Regions from separate parts of the Mus musculus genome. Here region 2 is linked to region 1. The links are chromatin contacts, called in public promoter capture Hi-C maps. All regions are on one chromosome and are shown on one strand. The core of a region is the stretch at or near the end of the contact, and the rest is flanking DNA. Distances in the headings are between cores, read along the strand shown. Region 1 holds the start of Nsmf (NMDA receptor synaptonuclear signaling and neuronal migration factor). Region 2 holds the start of Nelfb (negative elongation factor complex member B).

Region 1 (5,569 bases), core at 1,175-3,674:
TCAGAGCCCATCATGTTTCTGGGCCAGGAGGGATGAAGAGGGAAGGCCAGGGTAGGAGGCTCAAGCGTTCTTGGCAGGTGTTGAACATGGCAGAGATTCAGACTCGACTGGCCTATGTGTGCTGCGTCCGGCAGCTGGAGATGGTGAAGAACAGCGACTACTGTGAGTACCTGAGGCCTCCCATCGACAGTTACCGCACCCTGGACTTCGGCAAATTTGATGAGATCTGTGTGAGTATCACCAGCTGGCTAAGAGAAAAGAGGACCTGGGGATCAATTACCTTTCCAGCCTCTTTTCTAAGAGCACTAGGAGGGGCCTCCTCAAGTGCCTGATGGGGCCTCCTATGTACACAGGAAGTTGGGTATCAACATGGGCGGACAGTGTTTGACATCTGGGTCCGGAGTGGTGTCCTAGAGAAGATGTTGCAGGACCAGCAGGGGACAAGCAAGAGGAAGGACTGTGGGGTGAGAGGGCAGGAGGGTCAGGTTGGGCAGGGTAGGGGTCCTCTGTACCAGCAGCATCCCCTGCACCCACTCTGCCTGCCCTCGGGTGTGTAGCCTGAGACAGGTGATGTGCCATGCTTTCTGCCTTTCTCCAGGTGTTCACCTGCCCCAATTCCTCCTTCACGGACCTTGCTGAGATTGTGTCACGGATTGAGCCGGCCAAGGTGGCTGCAGTGGATGGTGAGTAGATGTCTGGAGAGTGGGACAGGAAAGAGGTGGTAGGACTCCACTACACTAGGCCCTCACTCTTGCCCTTGAAGAAGTCACCAACTCTTGAGCTCTACTGGCCAAGAAGCTCAGTACTGCTTCTCCATGTGTCAAGACCCAGAGCCCATCTGTCCAGTTCCCACCACATGGGATTGCCTCCTAGGCCACTCAGGCTTCCCCCTCATCACTCCATAGAGCATCCTAACCACACCACAGACCTTAAGGGGAACCTACTGGCAGAGGAGGCCTTAGGAGGCCCGAGGGCCACATCCAACAACATGGCTCTGATCTACAACCCTGCAATGGGGCCCCCCATCTTGCAACAGAGCAACATGTTCTGCAGAATTCCCTGCTGCATGTACCATCTTAAAGAAGAACTTGAAAGGTGCTCTGGAGTCTTCCCAGGGTGAGAGCCCCAACACTGAGCTGAGTTTGTGCTGGTCTCCTTACACAACTCTGACCCGGCCCCCATGTGTGGTTAGGGAGTAGGTGAGGAGGGTCATGTTTTTGTGAAAAACACACAGGACACATTGTGGCGTGAGATGAACAAAGGCGCCTGTGAAGTGTTGCTGGGTCTGGAGGTTCCTCTGGCAGCCCTGGCACTGGGCAGCTCTCTGGGAACTGTTACAGTGGGGCTGGGCATGGCCATGTTCTGCTTCCCTTTTAGCCTTGCTTGGCACAGCCACTGTCCTTGGAGAGAGGACCAATGGAGCCCTCTCTTCTGCTCTAGATGAGTCTGACTATCAGACCGAGTATGAGGAGGAACTGCCAGCCATCCCCAAGGAAACGTATGCTGACTTCCAGAGCACTGGGATTGAGCTAGACTCTGACTCGGTGAGGTGCTGAACCCTGCCTTGCCTGTGCCGGACTCTGAGGTCCCCAAACAGGGCCTGCCCCTGGTCCCTGACTCTGGGCTAGCTACTGGTTTTCCCACTCCAGGTGATACAGTCTGGGGTCGGGCAAGCCCCCACTTTGCATATCTTGACCATGTCTGATTTGCTTCCAGGAATATGAGCCTTCGATGTTGCAAGGACCCCCCAGCTTGACTTCCCCAGAACAGTCCCAGGACTCCTTCCCTTGGCTCCCTAATCAAGATGACCAGGGGCCAAGACTGGAACATCCTTCCTGACTGGATAAATAAATAAAACACCTGGGCCTCACCCTTAGACTGAGGCTGCACCCATTCCTTAGAGGCTACTTCAGTTGCCTGACAAGATCAAACTGGATGATATAGCCATCTGGCTTCTTCCAGAGACATGGGCTGTGTTATTGGAGTCGTGGGCCTCTTCACTTCCCCGGCACCCTTGTATCCCCACAGCAGTACTGAGGAGCACGGACGCCTCTGTGAGGCATGGGAAGGTGGGATTGTTGAACTAATAAACGTTAATCTGATTGTGTGGCTATTTTACTCTGGTGTAAAGGTTGCAGGGGCAAAGAGCTAAGTGGACCTGAGGTCGGGAAGGTCAGTGGGTGATCTCTTGTTCTTTCAGGACCCTTTTGCTTCCAGGCAGCAACTCTAGGCTGGGCTAGGATGCTCCGGGTCTGAAGGAAACTAGGGTTTCCCCCTAAATCAAGGGTTTCTTTGGGCATACACAGGCCCTGGCCTAAGTGGAAGGGCATCACTTTTATGCCCCCAAGAAGAAAGCCTCCGGGAGGAGCCGCCTTTTAGCCACGCCCTTATCTGTCATCATGGGGGTGGTGCCAACTCAGGCTCAGCGTCAGGAGGCGGAGCACCGCCCCCGGGTCCAGCCGCGCTCTCCTACAGTGGCTGGACGCGCTGGGCGCTGGGTGCGGCCATGCGGGGCCTGGGCCTAAGTCTGACCCTGACCCTGAGGCTGAGACCTAGCGCGACCTCAGGCGCCGTACGGCTCCCCCGGCAGAGGCGGCGGGCGCGAGGCGCGCTCTGAAATCCGGGGGATGCGCGGGCGCCGTGACCATGGGTGCCGCCGCCTCCAGGAGGAGGGCGCTGAGGAGCGAGGCCATGTCCTCGGTAGCGGCCAAAGTAAGGTGAGTGGGCCGGGCTGACCGGCTACTGCTGCCGGCTACCCTCTGTGGTATGTGCTGCTACCCCAATGCCCTGTGATCTTCCTGTTCCGGAGTGGGCATTGGGCCTTAAAACCTGACGCCCACAGGCTGGGCAGATTAGACAGAAAGTAGTAGGAGGTCTCTGACCAGGATGCCCTGGCACTCTGTGGTGGGTGGGAAGAGCCCACCTCTTCTCATGTTGATGTGGAAGGCCTGGGTGGGGGTAAGTATGGTAGGGAGGGTCTTGCCAGTATTGGAGGCTGGTAGCCAGCTTGTACTGACCCGTGTTCCCTCTGCTTACCATGCAGAGCAGCCCGAGCGTTTGGAGAGTACCTGTCCCAGAGTCACCCTGAGAACCGCAACGGTGCAGGTAGGCACACTGGAAACAAAAGGCTGTTCTGGGTGAGTCCTCTGCCCCAGGCCAAGGCCAGGACCAGGACCAGGGCCAGGGCCAGGGCCAGTGGAGTGTGAGCCAGCCCAGGTACCTTGCTGGCCTGTCTACCTCACATCCCTTGCCCTCCAGGGCCCAGAACCCTAGGAGGAGCTCCAGTCACCCATCTCCATGGCGCCCTCCCAGCCTGGGTTGTTGGCATGGCAACAGGCCTCTTGGCACCCCCAGGGCTGGCACCACTGTCTGGGGGCCAGCTGGTGGGGGGAGGGGAGGAATTGGCACCAGGCAAATGGGTGTATCTGCAGGCTCTTGGGGGGATATCGGCCTGTCTATTCTTAACTTCTGATGATTATGCACAGGTAGTGAGGCCTGCCTGCCGCCCCAATCCTCACTCTCACAAGGGCTTCAGGCCCAGATAAGCAGAGAAACAGGCCACCTGGTAGAGCCTTCTCTAGTAACCTCAGCCCCCTCATTAAGGTTGGGGCTTGTTGAGTGTGCCAGAGGACCGGGAGGGTAGACCATCAGGCTGAAGGTTCACCTGATGCCTTTCCCTAGACCACCTGCTGGCTGACGCCTACTCTGGCCACGACGGGTCCCCAGAGATGCAACCTGCACCCCAGAACAAGCGCCGCCTCTCCCTCGTCTCCAATGGCCGATATGAGGGCAGCATCTCAGATGAGGCAGTCAGCGGGAAGCCGGCTATAGAGGGCCCCCAGCCCCACGTGTACACCATCTCTAGAGAGCCCGCCCTGCTACCTGGCTCTGAAGCTGAAGCCATTGAGCTAGCAGTGGTAAAAGGGAGGAGACAGCGGGAACGGCACCCTCACCACCACAGCCAGCCCCTGCGTGCCAGCCCAGGCAGCAGCCGGGAGGACATCAGCAGGCCCTGCCAAAGCTGGGCAGGAAGCCGCCAGGGCTCCAAAGAGTGCCCAGGATGTGCCCAGCTGGTCCCTGGTCCCTCTTCTCGGGCCTTTGGGCTGGAGCAGCCACCTCTACCTGAGGCTCCTGGCCGCCACAAGAAGCTGGAAAGGATGTATAGCGTTGATGGAGTGTCTGGTGAGGGCCTTATCTTTGGGCCTGGGCAGATACCTGCTGGCCTCTAGCAGCAGCAGCCAACACTGCAAAGCTGGGTACCCTGGTGTGATAGCAGTCAGGATGAAGTCCCTTCCATCTGAGCTCACCTCCTCGCCCAAATCCTGTGAACTGTGGACAAACCAACCTACCACAGTTTATCAAGGATACTTCCTGGAGGAGAGGGCCTGGGAGGACCTTGAAGACATAGATCAGGCCATCTTCAGAAGCTACAAGGGAGGGAAGTTTTTTGGGCCCTGAGGTTATTGATGCTGAGCTGGAAGGGAGGGCTGGGATGCCCTGAGGCATGCTGTACTTAGGGACTATCCTTCCCCCGTGCACCATGCCTGGGCTGCAGAGAGTAGCTCTAGGGGACCCCAGGAAATGAACAACTCATCAAGGTGGGCTGCACCCTAAGGACCTCTCACCCCTCTGGTAGGGATGAAAGGAGGGAAATGTCTGGCCAGCTGGCAGCTAAGAAGGGCTACCTTATGTCCAAGGGGGACAAAATATGACAGTGCAGAGACACCTCTGAGAATGTTCCTCACACTGAACCACTAGAGAGAACGTTAAACAGAGACCACCTCAAGCCAAGCGATAGAAAGATAGCTCAGAGACTAAGAACACTCACTACTAGTGCAAGAGGACCCAGTTTTGGTTCTTAGCAACCACATTAAGCAGCTTACAACCACCTCTCTCCTCCTCCATACCCCCTTCTCTAAATAAATAAATAAATAAATAAATAAATAAATAAATAAATAAATAAATAAAATGAGCCACAAGTCAGAGAGGATGGGTGGGAGGTTATGTCCCAGAACTCTGCCCTGGATCAGCTTTTTTCTCTCCTTGAGAGTCATCCTACCCCTGGGCCCAGAGTCTTTTCAAAATAGAGCGAGGACTGGGCTTCAGGACTCCTACCTTGCCAGCCATAGCCTTGCTTTTCTTTCAGATGATGTCCCCATCCGTACCTGGTTCCCCAAGGAAAACCTTTTCAGCTTCCAGACGGCAACCACAACTATGCAAGCGTGAGTTCGGTGTCCACTGCCAAGAGCCCAGGGCTGGGTTGTCTCTTCCTAGGGCTCAGGAAGGACTGACAACTGTTGCCTGGACTCTGGCTCAGCCTAGGGTTTTTGTGAACGGCTGCATGTGCCACATTGTGCAGGGTCTGCGGGTGGGCCAAGCTGAGGCTCTGCACCCCAGCAGGCAGGCTGCCTGCTCCCTCAGGCCTCATCCGACCTCTGCTTCTCCCTACCCCTTTCCTCACTTACATTCCCTCATGGGCATTCCCTGTATTCAGACTACCCACTTAGTTGTGGCCTTTTATCTTTGTTTTTGCCAGAGGACCTGACCCAGAGTTGCAGCTGATAGCACC
Region 2 (5,569 bases), core at 2,191-4,690, 160 kb after region 1:
TGTGTCAGCTCTGGAAGCTCTCATCAGGAGTAATAAACCCCAACCAAACATGAATGAAACGAAGGAAAGGAAAGGAAACCAGAGCCAGGCGTGATGGCGCACGCCTTTGATCCCAGCACTCGGGAGGCAGAGGCAGGTGGATTTCTGAGTTCGAGGCCAGCCTGTTCTAACAGAGTGAGTTCTAGGACAGCCAGGGCTACACAGAGAAACCCTGTCTCGAAAAACCAAAAAAAGAAAAAGAACAAGAAAGGAAACCAGGAGGATGTAAGAAATGGCCCCATCAACACAGGACAGACCCTGGGCTGAATGAGACCTGCTGTGGCGTGACATGTCAAAGCAGAAGTGAAGAAGGCCCAGGGACCTGGGAGCTTGGGGAAGCAAGGAAGAAGCCAGAGCACCACTGGGAGGTCAGCAACTCAAACCGCATGCACCCAAGCCCAACCTGCAAGTCTGTCCTACCACTCTCTACTTTATTCACTTGAGGAAGGGCCTCTCACTAAACCTGCAGGTTTTACTTGTTTGATTCTGTTGACACTGGTAGGCCCTCAAGTCCCAGTGATTCCCCTGCCTCCGCTTCCTCCCTTCCAGCACATATACTAAAATTGGAATAACACAGAGAAGATTAGCATGGTCTCCACACAAGGATGTCACACAAATTCATGAACTGTTCCATATTAAAGAAAAAAAGAGCTCATCTATTTTTGTCAAAGTAGACACTAGAAAATTTTGAATGACTTATATAACCTTATCCTTCTACTAAACAGTGTTAGCCTAAAGTAAACTAGCTAAAAAGTCTTGACTTAAGAACTGGCAAGGTGGCCAGAGGTGGTGTGTATGCTTTTAATCCCAGTATTCAAGAAATGGAGACAGGCAGAGTTCAAGGCCAGTCTGGTCTACAAAGCCAGTTCCAGGACACCCAGGGTTACAAAGAGAAACCCTGTCTCAAAAAAACATAACAAAATAAGACTCCTGAAGTTGTCTTTTAGTCTCTACACAACATGGTCATTTACACAGATACATAAGTAATGTAATAATAAATTCTCAACAACAACAACAAAAATGATGCTTATGGGCTGGAGAGATGGCTCAGTGGTGAGCATCCTGCTCTTCCAGAGGAGCTCAGCCCAACTCCTAGTGCCTACATCAGGCATCTCACAAACAGAACCCAGTACTATGGGCATCCCACTCCTCTGTCCTCTGTGGGCATGCTGTAGACACACGTACAGAGACACAAACAAATAATTAAAATTAATTTAAAACATTTTAAAGATGCCACTTATGAGCCAGACATGATGGCCATACCTTTAACCCCAGCACTTGGGAACAGAGGCAGGTGGATCTCTGTGAGTTCAAAGCCAGCCTAACCTACATAGGGAGTTTCAGGCCAGTCAGGGCTACACTGGAAAGTCCTGTCTCAAAAATAAATAAGTAAGCCACTTAGGGAAATTTTGAATTTAGAATAATGCCAACATCAGTAAGAGGTTAGAATAGTAGGTAAAAACTTTCATTCAGTTTTTTTCTTTTTGGTTTTTTGGTTTTGTTTTTTTTTTTTTGGTTTTTTTTTTTGGTTTTGTTTTTTTTTTGTTGTTGTTTTTTTTTTGTTTTTGTTTTTTTTTTAAGATGAGATCTGCTGTCACTCAGGCTGGCCTCAAAACTCACAGCAATCCTCCTGCCACAACCTCTGCCAACCAACTTTTTCCAGGCTGCATACACAAGCTCATGCTCACAGAAACAAACTAAGAGCTACACCCAGGGAAGAGGCATGGAATGAAGGGCTGGCCGCACAGCCCTGAGAGGCATCTCACCTCTCCTTGGCGCCGGGTCTTGGGGGAAGGGCTGAAGAAGTTGTGCAGCACAGAGAGCTCTGTGCTGAAGAGCGCACTCTCTTTCTCTAGGATATACTGCTTCAGCAGTGGTGAGACTTCATCACCAAAGAGAGCCTGGTTGTCTTGCCAAATCTGCCTCTTCACTTCCACAGCACATGCCCGGTACAACTCCTTGTCAGCCATCACCAGCTTCAGCTTCTTCTCAGGAACCTACACAGTAAACACCACAGCTCCCTGCAAGCCCTGCCTGTGTCGCCATGAGGACACAGCTGCCTCCATGAGGCCTCAGCTGCCCACAGACCCTACAGAGCCCAGACTGTGATGGACCTCCAACTCTTAGCAGGTGAATTCAGGCATCCAGAATCTCCACAGTCCTCTTCCCACAAAAGACCCACCCTGCACTTCAAGGGATAAATATTTCCATTTGGCTCAACCAGGGGAAGTGTGTGATATAAAGAAGGGGCCCAGAGCTTGCTGGAGGGCAAGTCCATCAAACTTTCCCAGAGCTAAGCAACTTCCTGCACTAAACACACAGTCTGAGAGGCTGGCCCCACAGTTCTCACCTTGGGCAAGTGTTTCATAACACACATCACCACTGGTTGTAGGGATGGCATCTTGACCAAAGAAAAGCTCTTTTCCAGAAGGTCTTCCAGCTTCTTGTACCTGCACAGATTTGCACAGCTGAGGAAGTGTGTCTCCACATGCAGAACATACAGAGAAGAGGAATCCCTCAAACACATTCCATTCCAGGTTGTATCTACAGGTAGGGCTGTGCAGCCATGGAGACCATCAATGCTACTCACAAAGATAAGCAGCTTCCTGGTAGAGACCCACCTCTCCTCTGCCTTTCCCTCAGAGGCAATTGCTGACACTCGTTCCAGAAGTTTGTCACGTAGTTCATCAAACACTGACTGATGGAACTCCAGCCGCGGTGTCCCGTGTAGATCCAAGAAGGGCAGGGCCGACTGCAGGGAAGGCAGCAACACGCCATTCTCTGTCTGGAGAAGCAGAGGGTAAACGCGTACGCATTTTGCTTGGCCGCAGCCAAGTCAGCACGGACACCACGGATGCCGAGTACTAGGGTCCGCCATAGTAACAGCGGAAAAGGGAAAACACTCAGTTACTCAGCGGGTCCCTAGCGCAGAACCTTTAGCGCCTCCATCCAAGCGTCGGGAGCGCGCCGAATTGTGTCCAGCTTCCCTAGCTGCCCCGGCCCCTTCTGCCCACCTGAAATTGTTCAATGGCCTTGAGAGGCTCGGTGCAGTTGGTCAGGGTCTCTTTCAGGTCCTCGCCATTGGCCACGCCCAGGTCCTGGAGCCCCGCGAACATGGCGGAGGCTCCGGCGGACGCTCGGCTGTGTACCCCATCCCCACCGCGCTCCGCTGGAGCCGTAGCGGACCCTGACGGAGCCCCAGAAGCCCTCTCCACGGTGCCACGAGGACCCCCCAAGCCCCGTTCGCCCGCCGCCTCCAGTGTGGCCAGATCGCGTCAGCAGAGCAGCTCGCACGGACCCACACCTCCCACTTCCGCCCTTGACTGCCTAGGTCCAGCAGCCAATAGGCCCCGGGAAAACGCCTCCGCCGCCCGCAGGTTCCGAGCAGCGACTTGCTACCCAGTGAGAGGTCGTGAGAACGTGCTCAAGGGGCGGGGTCGAGATGTGAAGTTACCCCATCTCCGGAGGCCTTAGCCACTCTAGCCCGCGCTCTTGTCAGTACGATGAAAATTTCAGCTTTTCAGTTCGACTGCTCTCTGGGAACCAGAACCTACGACAGTTTCAGGGGATCTGATGCCCTCTTCTGACCTCCACAAGCACCATGGGGTATACAGACATACATGCATTTATATGCATAAATGAAGTCACTTTTTAAGTGAGTTCTGGTTTGGGCTTAGTAGTACAATTTTTTTCCCCCTTGAGACATGGACACTTTAGACTTGGTTGTCTCAAACTCAGACCCTCTGCTTCCTGACTGCTGGGGTTAAAGGCTTGTGCTGTCACACTTGGCAATGATGCATATCTTTAATCCTAGCACTTGGGAGGTAGAACCAGGAGACTCTCTGTTAGTTCAGGACTAGCCTGGTTTACACAGTAACTTCCAAGACAGCCAGGGCCTGTCTGGGGAGGATGGAAAGAAAGAAAGAAATCAGCTCTGAGAGCTAGGAAAATAATAGCTCAGCAGTTAAGAACGTTTTCTGCTTATTGCAGGGGGCCTGGGTTCAGTTCCAGCACCTACATAGCAGCTCTGTAACGTCACTTCCAAGGAATCTAATGTCTTCTGGGTACTAAGCACACATACACATACATACAAGCAAACAAAACACCATACACATAAAATACATTTTAAAAACGTTCTTTAGTGAGATCTGTGTCTGGGTGTGGAAGAAAGTATGGAGAGAGCTCTGGAGAAATTGCTATTACTAGCTGCAGGGCAAGGCTCCTGAAGGGGGCTACTTCTAAGTAGGAAGGCAGATCAACAGTGCTGAGGGAACCATCATTGGGCAGGGGCTAGGGTGGGAAGGCTTTGGGCGTGGGTTCTCAGAACACAAGTTACCAAACCCAGTTGACTCTTCAGGTCAAGGCTCCAGGGGAGTAGGGCCAGTGTCTGGTGAGCTGATTCCCTGGGTCCTACCTCAGTGGGCTAGGCAAGGCTGTCTGCAGACAGGTGTCTGCACCCCAGGTTCTGACTTCCCATCCCATCCCAATAGTTCCTCAGCCCAGCAAGCATCCCTGATCCTCAGGTAGATGCTGGACCTTAGGTGAGTGGATTAGATTGTCCCACATTGCCTTTTCCTATTCTATCCTAGGTCAGAAAGCTTAGGGTTAGTTCCCAGACTGCCATTTCAATCCTGAAGAAAAGAACACCACGCAGGAACAGAGAAAGCCAGAAATACCAGGGAAGCAGAAAGCCACATATTCAAGACAGCCCATTGGGCAAAGGATGGGCAACCAGGCACACCAGAGACCACAGTTCAGAAGAATCATTTGCATCTTGGTATAGTGGGGTGAAAGGGGACTCTGGGAAGACTCTTCTTGTTGGACAGCCTAAGCCAGAAGAGTGGGTGAGGGGTGTCTAGAGGATCAGAAAGCCGGCTATAGACAAAGAGTTCCAAAGGAAGCCTTGGTAAGCCTCAAGAGAGGTCAGCTTTGCAACCTATACCCGATGGGCCTATAGTGTGCAGAAAGGGCCTGTGTCGTGGCGCTTGGGTCTGCGCACTCCTTGAATAACTACTCCAGGCGAAGATGGGAAGCGTGAGTTGTAGCAGTCTTCCACGTAGTAGGCAGCTGGACCTGGGGTTCCGGCTGCAGAGAGAATGAGCTGACCCTAGTCGTCACCCCAGCATCCCTCCCCTCCCTTGCGGCCCAAGCCCCACTCCAACCCCAAGCAGGCCAAGACTCTTTTTCTATGTCTTCCTTACAGGAGCTGACCCAGGATGCAAACGCAGGAGACCGGCTCATGGAGAAGGCAGGTGAGCGTGTGCTCTGCAGACGGTACCCAGGAAGGATGTTATAGGTGTTGGGGCTGGGTCGCTTCTCGCCAGAGGGCTTTGAGGTAGGCAAGAGTGGGGTATAGCTACAAGGACCTCGGGCTCGGAGCATCCCTGGGCGGAAGCGACTCTCCGGCATTTTGACAACAGAGCGATGGCGGTCTCCAAAGCTGAAGGCCGGGAAGGCAGGCTGGCTCAGCGGCGTGTACTCGGCGGGTGATGGCCACTATGAAGAGTCAGGACGCTGCAACCTCCTTGCC

Evidence for each region. Promoter capture Hi-C pulls out the DNA fragments that hold promoters and counts their contacts.
Region 2: a contact with region 1 is called in a promoter capture Hi-C map of neural stem cells. The contact joins the promoter of Nelfb here to the promoter of Nsmf in region 1. A contact is called at or near these places in 6 of 39 promoter capture datasets (the HPC-7 cell line, HPC-7-derived erythroid cells, cranial neural crest and 4 more), 2 of 115 datasets of contacts at active chromatin or transcription factors (craniofacial prominence and pancreatic cancer cells) and 3 of 9 other capture datasets (adipose tissue, liver and pancreatic islet).

The regions. Positions count from the first base shown.
Region 1 is chr2:25,051,955-25,057,523 of GRCm38.p6, forward strand. Nsmf (NMDA receptor synaptonuclear signaling and neuronal migration factor) reads left to right here and starts at 2,425. Exons shown (of 16, transcript NM_001039386.1): 1 at 2,425-2,717; 2 at 3,044-3,105; 3 at 3,682-4,182; 4 at 5,147-5,222. The coding sequence starts at 2,647. It overlaps Pnpla7 (patatin-like phospholipase domain containing 7), which reads left to right. Exons shown (of 35, transcript NM_146251.4): 31 at 78-230; 32 at 354-464; 33 at 599-683; 34 at 1,441-1,544; 35 at 1,717-2,118. The coding sequence ends at 1,839.
Region 2 is chr2:25,208,049-25,213,617 of GRCm38.p6, forward strand. It overlaps Nelfb (negative elongation factor complex member B), which reads right to left and starts at 3,441. Exons shown (of 13, transcript NM_021393.3): 1 at 3,054-3,441; 2 at 2,661-2,824; 3 at 2,390-2,489; 4 at 1,806-2,036. The coding sequence starts at 3,299. Stpg3 (sperm tail PG rich repeat containing 3) reads right to left here. Exons shown (of 6, transcript NM_028961.1): 5 at 5,241-5,535; 6 at 4,511-5,124. The coding sequence ends at 4,991. It overlaps Gm22572 (a small nuclear RNA gene), which reads left to right and starts at 575; the gene lies at 575-679.